2 separate regions of the Arachis hypogaea genome follow, and region 2 is linked to region 1. Evidence: chromatin contacts called from public Hi-C data. All regions are on one chromosome and are shown on one strand. The core of a region is the stretch at or near the end of the contact, and the rest is flanking DNA. Distances in the headings are between cores, read along the strand shown. Region 1 holds the start of LOC112720620 (protein SHORT-ROOT). Region 2 holds the start of LOC112720621.

What was found. A called contact is a pair of places that touch in the nucleus more often than the background predicts.
Region 2: a contact with region 1 is called in a Hi-C map of an unstated tissue, with 6 times the contacts expected there. The contact joins the promoter of LOC112720621 here to the promoter of LOC112720620 in region 1. A contact is called at or near these places in 2 of 8 Hi-C or Micro-C datasets (leaf and an unstated tissue).

Annotation. Positions count from the first base shown.
Region 1 is chr11:31,588,352-31,595,177 of arahy.Tifrunner.gnm2.J5K5, forward strand. LOC112720620 (protein SHORT-ROOT) reads right to left here and starts at 3,238. Exons shown (of 2, transcript XM_025771612.3): 1 at 2,288-3,238; 2 at 739-1,731. The coding sequence starts at 3,122. The coding sequence ends at 1,085.
Region 2 is chr11:31,744,690-31,751,522 of arahy.Tifrunner.gnm2.J5K5, forward strand. LOC112720621 reads left to right here and starts at 5,265. Exons shown (of 4, transcript XM_025771613.2): 1 at 5,265-5,487; 2 at 5,802-5,973. The coding sequence starts at 5,329.

The DNA.
Region 1 (6,826 bases), core at 1,988-4,487:
TTTACTGCTTATCAATGAAAAGTAATTTTAAATATACATTCAATTATATAATTACATATTAACTTTTATATTAATAATGGAAGGAAGTAGTTTAGATAAAGATGTTTAAAATAATTTTTTCAAAGATTTTTTAATAATTAAAATCTAATATATATAATCGATTAAACCGTGTTATTTTTGTCAAAATTAGACTAGACAAATCGGTTTGACTAAATAACCAGTGAACTAAACTTTGAATCGATCTAAATTAATATTTTTTTTTATAAAAATGATTACAATACTCTAATTATAAAAGATGACTAAAATATTCTTATTTTATATATATATATTAATTTTAAAAATTCTAAATCCTAATCCTATAATGACATAGAGAGAAGAGAAAGATTATGATTTAAAATTTTTAAAATTAATATATATAATAGAAATATTTTAGTTATTTTTATAATAGAGGTATTGTGGTCATTTTTTTATAAAAAATATTAATTTAGACCGATTTAAAATTTGATGTACCAATTTATTAGTCAAATCGATTTGTCTCGTCTAATTTTAACAAAAATAATAAAATTTAATCGATTAAATGTGTTAAATTTTAATTATTAAAAAATATTTTTAAAAAAAGATATTTTAAATGTCTTTATGTAAGTAACTCCCATAATGTAAATGTCATCTAAAAAAATAGACATATTTAAATAATTTTGTAAAACTTTTTATATTATCGTTACATTAAAAAATTTAAAATACATAAGCAATCAATTAATTAATGAATAACTTTATACATACAGTTATTACAAATAATATCCAAAAACCACATCTATTCCTTGGTTAAAATATAAAAATAAAAAACAGCCAAAGTCAATCACAAAATATGTCAACAAAGATTGTTTTTACTTACTTCACCCCTTTTAACACAAGCCAAACTCCTATTATTATTAAACATATAATGATAAAAAGATTAAAAACCAATACTGATGGAGAAAAAAAAAATCATACGCACGTGCCAAAAACACAACAAAGATATCTCTCTCTCTCTCTCTCTCTCTCTCTCTCTCTCTCTCTCTCTCTCTCGTTCGTTCTCTCCTTGCTTCTACGGCTTCCATGCACTGGCCCACACCACCGGCTGGTCCTTCCAACAAAGAAATACTCCGTTATCGGAACACTGTGCCATCGACCACCCTTCCCTATACCTTCTCAACAATGCTCTGACGTCATCACACACCTCCTCGCTAAACGGCATCCTATTCAACCCCCCACCTTCCCTCATTTTCTGTGACCATTTCACCGCCGTCTCCCTCCGCTCCACCGACTCCTCCGCCGTACACGCCACCAGGTCCACAATCGCCCTCCCCGCCGCCCTCTCCAGCATCAGCCTCTCCCCACTCGTCCTCGTAAAGCTCTCATCCAGCGCCTCCATGTAAACCCTAAACCACTTCACGCATTCCTCGAACCCTGTAAGGAACTCCTGGCCTTCGGCGCCAACGTCCAGATCCGCTTCTTCTTCCACCACCGTCACGATCCGAGGGTTTAGCCTCGCCAGCGAGGATATCAACGTGTCACGGTGGTTCCCGACGGGTGTGATCGCGTGCAGCGTGTTCACGTAGTTGATGGCTAAGGCCTCCTCGTTCTTGATGTCCAAATCGCCGAAGTTGAGATTGGAGAGATCGCCGACGTGGCAAACGACGTTGAATTTGAACGGAACTCCCATTAGCCTCGCAAATTTCTCCATCCTTGTACCTATTCATAAAGCAATCATAATCATGATTTAGATAGCAATAATAATATGGATTTAGTTTTGATTTACTTTAAATTAAAAAGAATTCGAGTATACTTAGATATACACCTAAAATTAACCATCAATATATAATATAAATTAAAAAAATAAAGTTAAATTACAAATATATTTACATGATTACTCATTTTAATGTGTACCTATTACTTTTGAAAAAAATTATACCATACTGCTAGATAGATTCAGACAAAAGAAAAGATTTTTACACTGTTAATTCATAAACTTCAATATAAAATATAAGATCTTCAATCAATCAATCAAAGCTAACTACTTTAAGTTCTAACTAACATATATGTACTCTCTTTTACGGATGCTATATGTTTATAATTATTTCTCAAATTATTGTAAAGAAGGTGGTTGGAACAGTAAAAGAAGAGAAGATGATTCATAAGTTGGTTCGTGCAAAAGTGAATGATGATGACACAAATTTAGAGAAGAAAGAAGAACACTAGAAAATAAAATAATCATGAATGTTTATAATTTTGCTTTTTGGTTGATCACCTATTTCCTTCATGACCCTCTGAACAGCGTCGCCAGAGTCACCAGGTCTGGTGGTGACGACGGTGGTTAACCGGAGGTTCGGGGTGTCGTCGCTACGAGTGGCCAAGGCTTCAAGAAGCGTTGGCCACTGTGTGCAGTACGTGTTGCTGAAATCCACAATGTGCAAGTTGAGCTCCCCATCGAGAGCCTCTAAGATGGCGCCATTGGACGCCACGTGTCCAAACGTGGTCCAGGGACTAACCTCCTGGAACTTGAGAACCGTCTTCCTGGTGGACTCGAAACAGCAAGTCTTGTCCGAAGCTAACGTTAAGGTTCGGTAGGTTCGTTCGCCGACGGTGGTTATGCGGCTGAACAAGGCTTGAAGAAAATACGCGGCGAGTTTTTGGTTTGTGTCGCCGTATGGAGAGCTTAGCTCGTTGAGCATCCATAGGAGTTGATGCAGTCGCGTGGTGTTGTTGTCAGCGATGGCACGTGCGGTGTCGAGGAGGATGTTGGGTGCCCACGTGCCTGATGAGAATTCAAAGTTGAAATCTGATGGTGGTGGAGTGGGTGGTAAGAATGATGTTGACGATAAATCATGATGAGTAGTGGTAGTGGATGATAATAAATGGTAGTGGGGTTGTAATTGGTTATAATAAGGGTAATATTGTTCTGGTTGCTTTGAAGAAGAAGAGGATAGGTCTTCTTCATCCATGAAAAAGTTGAAGCATTCTTCTTCAGCTTCTTCCTCTAGTTGGTGTTGGTCATAATAATAATAATAATTTTGATGAGAGTTGGTTGATGATGTTGTTGTGGAGTTTAGGGACGGTGGATCTAGCCTAAACAGCGTATCCATTTTTATCACACTATGAATAGAATATACTCACTATGGTAGTGAAGTAGTAGTGACTAGTGAGAGTGAGTGTGGTTGATTTTGTGCACAAGCAATAAAAGTATTGGGTGTAACGTGTTTTTAACGGTGTGGAATGGGGTAGCACTGGTGAATGATTGGTGGGAAAAGCTTTTCAATTTCGGTAGCTTCTACTATACTAGCTAGTTACTATACTTTATACAAAAGAACTTGATTAATTATAATAGCAATGAGTAGCAAAGGAAGGGGACTAAGCTAAGGGACCGATTAGTTGAAGTCAGGATTTAAGTATAAATGATGATCTATATGGAATGTAGTATTTGAAAAAAAAAAGGAAAATAAATATTACTAGAATTACAAAAAAAAGGGTGATGATGTGAAATGAACCCATGGAGTTAAGTATGAGTATATAAAGTTCCTTTTGTTTCAAAGAAGAAGATAAGATAAGACATTGAAAATAAGATATAAAAGATAGAGAGATAAAATTTAATATTTTTATATTTTATTTAATGATAAAATAGAATAAATTATGAAAATTTAATTTATTTTTATTTTTTTAATAAAAAATTTGAGAAAAAAATATAATTTTAAAAATTAACAAGAATAATAAAAGAAAAAATAAAAAATAAATTGTATCATTTATTAGTATTTTTATATTTTTTGTGTCAAAATAGACATAAAATATACTAATTTAATGTCTTTAAATATAATATATTTATCTATATATTATTTGTCAAATAAAATGATGTGTTTTTGTGTTTCTGTTTTAGTGTCTCATTTTTTTAAATAAATACAGCTTAAATTAGATAGTAGAAAGAATTACATGTATGGATCAAATTTGGGGTAAAAGTATAAGTAATTATTGACACGTGTACCATGAGTAGTAACATATGGATTGGCAGTCAAAAGAAATTTTGAAATTAGATATTATGTGTTAAAAGTAAAAATTATCAAAGGTAATCAACTTATTCACATTTTCAAATAAGAATTTTAGGTTTGTCAATTTTATGACTTTCTGTTTTATTTATATTTTTGGAAAAAATGAAATTAAAAAGAACAATATTTTGGCTTACTTTTACATATTTTCTATTCATATAGTTAAAAAGAAATTGTAACACATTATCCATTGATTATATAATATGGACTCATTTTCTGGATAATCATTACAACTCCACACTGCGAAGCAACAGTAACTAGAGCAAAAAAAAACAAGAAGCAAATAACAAAGGGCTGGAGCTAATACATACTACAACTCCACCAATAAAATAATATGAAAGACTGCCTATACGAAGCCAACACCCACATACACCCTGACGCATATACCCCGTTATGTCGCTATCTTTAATTGAAATTTGAATTTTTCTTTATATAGCGATTGTGATGTTGTGCCTATTGTTTGTTGGGTTACATAGAAAAATATGTTTATTCTAAAATGAGAAATAGCCAATGATTTTGTGAAAAGGAAATATTAAGGGAAAAGGTGGAGTTGTGGTGAAGAGTTAATATTATTCTTTTTAAAATAGGAAAAAAAATTATCAATAAAATTTTACATCTGCAATGCATATGTTTATTTTAAATTTAATAAAAAAGAATATTCTTTATTTAATTTTACTCTCTACTTTTTTTTTTGGTGTAATTAAACTGCTCATAAAAACTTTTTGTTTATAATTTTATGTTGTATCGCAGTTCAAACACAGTTTATACACAGGATTAAGTTAATTTTATGAGTAAATATTATTTTTGGACTTTAAAAGATCTAGATTTAGAGATTAAAAAAATCTCAAAAGAATGATATTGATTTTGAAAAAATAATTTAAACATTCAATAAACCCTTAATTTATTTACTACAACAAAACAGCATTTTTGCCATATTTTTTTATTGTTTGATGACAGTTTTAATCGTCACTGAATATTTTTGCGATGATTAAAAAAAATGTCATGGATTTGAGGGTCGCCAGCTGACATAGTGACGGTTTTGGACCACCGTTGGTAAGAAGTGTCGCTAAACTGTTCATGATGGTTTTTGAAGTATAAAACCATCACTAATTTGTAATACTCGTCAAGGTATTTTTTACATTGTATTTTGCGATGTTTTGAAACTGTTATTAAATTAATAAATTTCGTGATAGTTTTTTTCTTAAATTTCATGATTGTTTTAAACTGTCATGAAATTTTTAGGGGACAATTTGAAATCGTCACTAAGTTACTAGTTCCTATAACAACTTTTAGATATATTTAGTGCCACTACAAAAAATACGCCGAGTACTGTCAAATCTACCGGCGGATTCATCAAATAAATCCATTGGTATGTAATTAGTTTACCGTCAGATTAACAGTCGAATTGAATTTGATGGTACAAACGGCGACGAAAAATTTTTACCGGCGGATTATTCCGCCCGATACTAATTACCAGCAGATTTTGTGTCGATTTTTCAATTAATACGACGAAACTAAGTTGATGATTACCGTCGGATTTGGCGCCATATTATGTTTTATGGCGCCCAAGTACAATTGGATTTTTTTGTCGGTAAATCCAACAGTAGTTGTGATTTTTTTTTACAATTAGCCCACAATTAGTAGTCAAATTAAAATTTTTGTTTACAAAATTAGGATAGAAATTCAAAATTACAAGAAATTAACTAATGATTTTATTAAATATCAATGGTCAAAATATAATAAAAAGTCAAACAAAGTAGAATACAATGAAAAATACATGAAATAAATCCAATCCTTAAATCCTAAAGATTTGAGTAATAGTCACGTCATCGTCGTCTTCCCCCTGCTGAGGCGGCGGAGTAGGTAGTGCTGACACTGTGCTCCACCAGCAGCGTTACTGCTGGTACCATGAGCGCCGCTGGTACCAGTGCGCATCTGCTCGTTATACACCTCCATTTGCTCTCGTAAATACTCTAGCCGCTCCAGCTTCTCCGTCAGATTTGAGCTGATGGCAGCGGCTCCTCCCACGCGTGCAAGAAGCTCATTATACCTCTGCTCAGACTGCTGAGCTTGTTGGTAAAGCTCCTGTGTGATCTTCTGCACCTCCTCCCTCAAGTCAACAACTTCCTCGAGATCGGCTGGGCTGGTGGCAGAGGCAGAGGCAGATTAAACCGCCAATGCGGAGGTGCAGAGGTCACTGGCAAAGAACAACCCTAACCTGGAGACCCAATTCGTGTAGGGCTCAGAGACGGTCTCGCGCCAAGCCTTATCAGGATCTACCACTGAGGCATCAGAGCTGGCGGGGTTGTCCCCACTAGGCGGCTGAGATTGCTATGTAGCGGCCTTCAATCTCTGTGTGTAGTCCTCCTGTGTAACACACGTTGTGATTATGATGACAGTTAATTGACTTTAAACTGAATAAATTTCAAAGTTAAAATTAATTGAAACTCACATATTGAGTCGCAAACCGCTCATCAACAAATATCTCATTGTTGGCCTTCAACATATGGGTATGCTTGAAGGTCTCCATCTATGTTGCCTCACGATCCAACGACTTAGAATATACATATTAAAACCAACTAATATAATAAATCAACAATTAATTCAAGAATAATTAACAGATATTAGCAAATAAACTACATACAAGTCCGCTCTTCGTCTTCATGAAGGTCGTCGACCTACCAGTATACTTCGATGACCTTGACGAAGCCCTGTTAGCTCTGTTTGTCAAACGGCGACACTTGAATCCTTCA
Region 2 (6,833 bases), core at 4,015-6,514, 160 kb after region 1:
TATTTTCATAGCTTTTCTCGATTTCGAACCAAGTCGGATCTGTAATAGGAGACTGTTGGTTCTAGGATGGGTTGGAGTGGATATGGAACTTTCATTGGAAAAGGGTACTATTTTCAATGGGAGTTAGAATTAGTTAACCAACTTCATAGAGTTCTACAATCTGTCAGGTTAACAAGTGAGAGGGAGGACAGAATAGTATGGAAATTTGATAGATCAGAAATTTATTCTACTAACTCATTTATGCAGGTTTTGCAAGCTGAGACTCTCCCGGAGGACATTATGAGTTATAGTTTCACTAGATCTATATGGAGAGGACTAGTACCACTAAGAGTTGAGCTATTCACCTGATTTGTGTTAGTTGGTAGGGTCAATACTAAGAAAATATTGATTAGATTGGGCATTATTGATCACAGGGATATGATTTATGTTTTATATAAAAAAGAAACTGAGAATGATTTCCACTTATTCATTGGCTGTGAGTTTACGTGGCAGGTGTGGTGTACTTTGTTATACGCCTATAATAAACTTTTGTCTATTCCATGAACCATTAAGCAAAACTTTAAGAGCTAGATAGGAGCTCCTATAAGAAAAGACGAACATAACAGGTGGCTGATTGACTTTTTTGCTATCATTTAAAATACGTGATTAGAAAGGAATACCAGAATTTTCAGGAATCAAGAAACAGGCGTTGCAGAAGTTATTACCAAGTCGATTAGGAGCTACAAAGAGTGGGTTGACTTTGTTCCGTCTAGTCGTTGATGGCAATGTCAGAGATAACTATGATTTCTTTTCTAGTGTTTGTATTGTAACTTTGGACTTTCTAAATGCTACACCTTTATGTGTTGAGCATTTTTTGTTTTAAAAATAAAACTTTTACTTGCAAATTGTTCGAATATAGAACATTAAAGTTTTAGAAAAGTAAATGTCACACCTGAAAACATAATTATTAGAACCAGATCGGACCGGCCGATTCGACCGAAAACCCAATGATTTCCACTTATTCATTGGCTGTGAGTTTACGTGGCAGGTGTGGTGTACTTTGTTATACGCCTATAATAAACTTTTGTCTATTTCATGAACCATTAAGCAAAACTTTGAGAGCTGGATAGGAGCTCCTATAAGAAAAGACGAACGTAACAGGTGGCTGATTGACGTTTTTGCTATCATTTAAAATACGTGATTAGAAAGGAATGCCAGAATTTTCAGGAATCAAGAAACAGGCGTTGCAGAAGTTATTACCAAGTCGATTAGGAGCTACAAAGAGTGGGTTGACTTTGTTCCGTCTAGTCGTTGATGGCAATGTCAGAGATAACTATGATTTCTTTTCTAGTGTTTGTATTGTAACTCTGGACTTTCTAAATGCTCCACCTTTATGTGTTGAGCTTTTTTTGTTTTAAAAATAAAACTTTTACTTGCAAATTGTTCAAATATAGAACATTAAAGTTTTAGAAAAGTAAATGTCACACCTGAAAACATAATTATTAGAACCAGATCGGACCGGCCGGTTCGACCGAAAACCCAATGATTTCCACTTATTCATTGGCTGTGATTTTACGTGGCAGGTGTGGTGTACTTAGTTATACGCCTATAATAAACTTTTGTCTATTCCATGAACCATTAAGCAAAACTTTGAGAGCTGGACAGGAGCTCCTATAAGAAAAGACGAACGTAACAGGTGGCTGATTGACTTTTTTGCTATCATTTAAAATATGTGATTAGAAAGGAATGCCAGAATTTTCAGGAATCAAGAAACAGGCGTTGCGGAAATTATTACCAAGTGGATTAGGAGCTACAAAGAGTGGGTTGACTTTGTTCCGTCTAGTCGTTGATGGCAATGTCAAAGATAACTATGATTTCTTTTCTAGTGTTTGTATTGTAACTCTGGACTTTCTAAATGCTCCACCTTTATGTGTTGAGCTTTTTTTGTTTTAAAAATAAAACTTTTACTTGCAAATTGTTCGAATATAGAACATTAAAGTTTTAGAAAAGTAAATGTCACAAAGGTTCCAACACTCTTGCCACAAAGCTAGACATTTTTCTTTGAGATTTATAAGCTAATAATAAAATATATAATAACAAAGTTCACATGAAAATGCTCTAAAGCTACAACCATACACTAGTTCATATGTGTAAGATTAATTTTATTTATATGTAACTTTTTTTTAGATTAGACCTATTAAATTAAAGGCTAATAATTTATATAAATTATATATATATCATATTAAAGTAATAAGCTAATGAAATTTATATATAATTTATTTAAATTTAAATAATATGAAATATTAAATATTAATTTTTATTTTTTAATAAATATTGTATTATAATTTTATATATTTATTAATTATTATCGGGTTAAACAATTCGACTACTAATCCATCAGTTGAATCATTAACCTAATAATCCAATAACTTTACCGGGTCAATTGCCGGTTCGATTTTGATAACTATGCCTGAAAATATTTTCGCCTTTATTAATGTTGTTAAAATAAATTAGAAACACTGACACTCACTGAAAAATAGGACAAGGACGTTATACGCTGAAAAATTTAAATTTTAGTTAGAAGTAATTAACGTTATCAAATCGTAAGTTTATACTTAATTTTATAAATTAAATAATAATTTAATTAATATAATTTTTTTAATTATTTTTTAAATTATATATTTTATAAATATAGTTAATTTTTTATATTATATAATTATTTGTTATTTTTTATTTCTAAAAAATTTAAATTTTAATTCATATGCTATTTTAAAGGACTATATTTTATAATAATTTTTTTAACATTAAAAGTCCTAGTAATGATTTTTTATATTCTAATGAGTCAAAAATTAATTTTTAATAATTTTTTAGAAATAGTTTATTCTTCTGTTTTGAATTTATAAATTTGTAAAAATATAAATTTTTTAAAATTTGAACTTAAACACAAAAATTAAATTTCTATTTTTATTCGTTTAGATTTTTTTTATATTTTATTGAATTCAAATGGAGGTTTTTTTTTTATCAACATTTATGTTTTAAAGTAAATAAAAACTAAATAAACGATTAACTTAATTTGATTTACTATGTATAAAGATTTGATTTATTATTGGTACATGATACACATAGTAAATCAAATCAAGTTAGTTTGATTACATGAAAATAATATAAATCAAGTCAATTTGATTCGATTTATATAGAAATATTTAAGATATGGCGTATAACTAATTCTAGTTTAGGATATATGTGTAATTTTGAATTCCATTTATTTCATCCAGGTGAATTACCCTTATTTATAACTTTATTATACATTTTATAAATTAATCAATTAATTATCTGATATAATGAATTATAATTAATTGATTTATATAAATTATAATAAATTATGTGATATTTAAATATTTAATTAAATTATTTAATAAATTATAATAAATTAATTTATTATAATAAAATGAATTTAATGAATTAAATAAAATAAATTAAAAAATACTCTTAGCATTATGTTATATATGCTTCATATTAAGTGTATAAACCTAATTTTAATATAATAAATAGATAGATAATAAATAATGTAATAAATAATAGATAATATATTGGATAAAAGGTCTACAAATTAAAAATCTTTATTATTAAAATTATCTTTCTTTATCGGATTTTTTTTTCAAGTTTATAATGTATTCAATATCTTAAAATGTAATTAATATCATAGAATTAATCAATGAGAAGTAACTTTTAGATTATTGGTTTTGCGAGCATCCACCCAATACAAGAAGAGACCAAAGAAAAAATAATTATTTCAAAAGAATTAGAAAAAAAAATAGTAGTAAAAAGTGGCGTAAACATAACATCACTTTCTCATGAGTCCATCAACTAAATTTCAGAAGCAAATTATGAAATTCTGACAAGCTAGAAATAGACCATGATTGCAAGTTGTAATTTCCAGTGAAGAGGAAAAGAAAAATCACTTGGGACAAAACGATTCTACTAAACCAATTAATACTTGGGACAAAATGATTCTACTAAACCAATTAATCAATACACAATTGTACATTTCCTGACACAAAAATAAAAAAATGTAGAGAAAATAATTTTACTGTTTGTCATCTTTTCCATTGGAAAAATCTAAAGTGTATTATGTACACCCAAATTCCTTTTGGGGAGCAGCTCCTTGCCCTTGAGAAATTCTACACATAGTTCTTAAAATCGATTGAGATAATCGATGAAACCATGGATCATTGGTTGAATTACTTATCAAGTTATCATAAAGTTTAATCAAATACATTTATAAATTAGACATAATTTCATTTGAATATATAATATATCTATTTTGTATGGCAACATTTTACAGAAAACATCTATAGTTTAATTAGTAATTATGAAATGTGGAAAGATAATTTGGTATAAGGTACACAATTATGAACTTAAATCATAACCAAGTAAGGAAACCCTTATGAACTAAAAAGAAAGTTCACAAAGTGAAAGAAAATGAATCGGAAACCTAGATAGGGGAGCAGATCTTCTCTAATAAAAAAAAATTAGATGTTTAATTTAATTTTTTATTATTTTTTTTATATTTATTTTTGGTTCCACTTATAAAATTATTGATAAAAAATTATATTTTATTCTCACAAGTATTAAAAAAAAATTAAAAAGTGACCAGGTCAGCAACCCATCTCAAGGAAATTTCCAATTAGCTCTCCTTGCTTTGCCACAAGAAACTCCAAAAAGATTAAGATCTAGTTTAAGTAAATAGTTTAATTAAATTTTTTTAAAAAAAATAATTTAAATAATAATTATTTATATTAAAAATAGTTTATAAATAAATTATTTTGTATTTTATTTTTTAATTTTAAAAATTTTTATTTTAAAAAAAATATAATAAAAATTTTTTTATTATAAAAAAGTTATTTTTTTTATTTTTTTATAAATACTTAAATAATTTTTTATAAAATTATAATTTAATCTTAAAAATTGTATTAAATATTAATATTATTATTTTTTATAAATAAAAAAAATTACGTTTAAAATTTTTCAAACAGAGCCTAAAACTTACGATCTGTCAGTTTATGAGTTTGGTGATGACTGATGAGCCACTAAACCACATTCCCATAGTATTTGGGCCGGAAGATTATTTTGTCAATTATTTATGGTCTGAAGATGGTTTTCTCCATCTAATAGGTAATAACTAAAATACCCTCTATGTTTTAAGCCCTCTTTGTCTTTTAGATTTCTTAAAAAAACATTAAAAATAAGGCCCAATAAGTGGTATCCCTAGAAAAAGAAAGCCCAATTATGCTTAGGTGAAGAGAATTGTTTGCAGTGTCCTAATTCCTAAAGGAAAGTTGAAGTTGGATGGAAGCAGGAGGCAGCAGCAGCAGTGGCGAAGAAGATGGTGATGCGGCATGGAGAGCAGCCATCAATTCCATTGCCGGAACCACCACTTACCCCAATCCCAATGCTCCCCAAGAACGCAAGCCCAGAGCCCCACACCTTAAGCACTACCAACTCCAGGTTCGTAGCCTGCACCACCTTCGTTTCTTTCTGTTTCTAAACTCAGATTTGCAAGCTGAGGACATATATGTCCTTTCTCTTATTTACAATGGTTAGAGGAATTTATTTGTTTCGTAATAAAGAAATTAGGAATTTTCATTTATTTGTCTTTTTCTTTTAAAATTTAGATAAAAATATAGGAATGGTTTATATCTAATATGTCGGCTTAGGAATTTATTTTTTTTTTGAAAGAAAACTCTAATGAGTGGGTGTTATGTTCCACGTTTCCCAGTTCCTTTTTCTTGGTCTTATGGTGATGATGATACTCGTGGCAGGCACAAAAGCTTCTACATGACATGTTGGAAGAGACTATAGAGATAGTGAAGGAACCTGACCCTGTTCTGAATGATGAAGATCCCAAGATCAACCAAGAAGAAGAAGGAAGAGAACCTGGCATTCGCTTGTTCAAGCATGTTCGCCAACCAGGAATAGTGTTTGATCATTTTGGTAACTCACTGAATCAAATGACCCCTTTTCTAGTGGCTTACTTGTCTATTCATGGTTGGTTTTGAAATTTTCAATATATATTTATGGTTTCTATCTTTAATTATTTAATATCTGTAATGTTGCAAAAAAGCTGCATTTCATAATAATAGTACTAACTTTTTTCAGAAAATAGAACACGCACCTGATTCTAATGGTTGAGAAGGTGGATCCCCAGGATGTACTCTGCAATCTATTGTTTTGTTGACCCCATCAGAAAAATTTCAAATGATAATAGTCTTGTGTCGTTCTCAATTTCTTTTCTTTTTTTTTTTTTCTTTGAACTTTTTATTGTTTGTTTTGTTTTGTGATGTTGCATGACAATCAATTATCTATTTTGTTAGTTAGTTAAGCATTGAGTTTCTGAGAAGTTGTCAAGTGTCAGTTTTGTGCAAGTACTAGCATGCATGCCTAGGGCCTCTGCTATTATGGCTTCTTATTTGGTCTGCCTCAACTTGTTGCCCAACTGAACCACAATCATTGTACTTGCTAACCAGTGGATCATATAATTATGTAAGTTTTACAAGTGTTATAGTTCGGTTCATACTGGTTTTCATGTTTTCATCTAAATTACTTGGTTTAGGGATCTAAAACAAAAATTTGAAGCGATGAATTCAATCTAACATCTAAACAGGAAAACTAAAACTTTTTATGCTTATATTAGTACATTATAAAATCCTTGTTTAACACTAAGTCAATAAACAAACCACTTTTCTCTCACTTTTATTTTTCATCTTACCATCTCAGCATTTCACTTCAAGGCAAATTGAATACAGTCTAATCATAAGTTGCTTACAAACACCACTTGAAGTTGAAGATCGAAA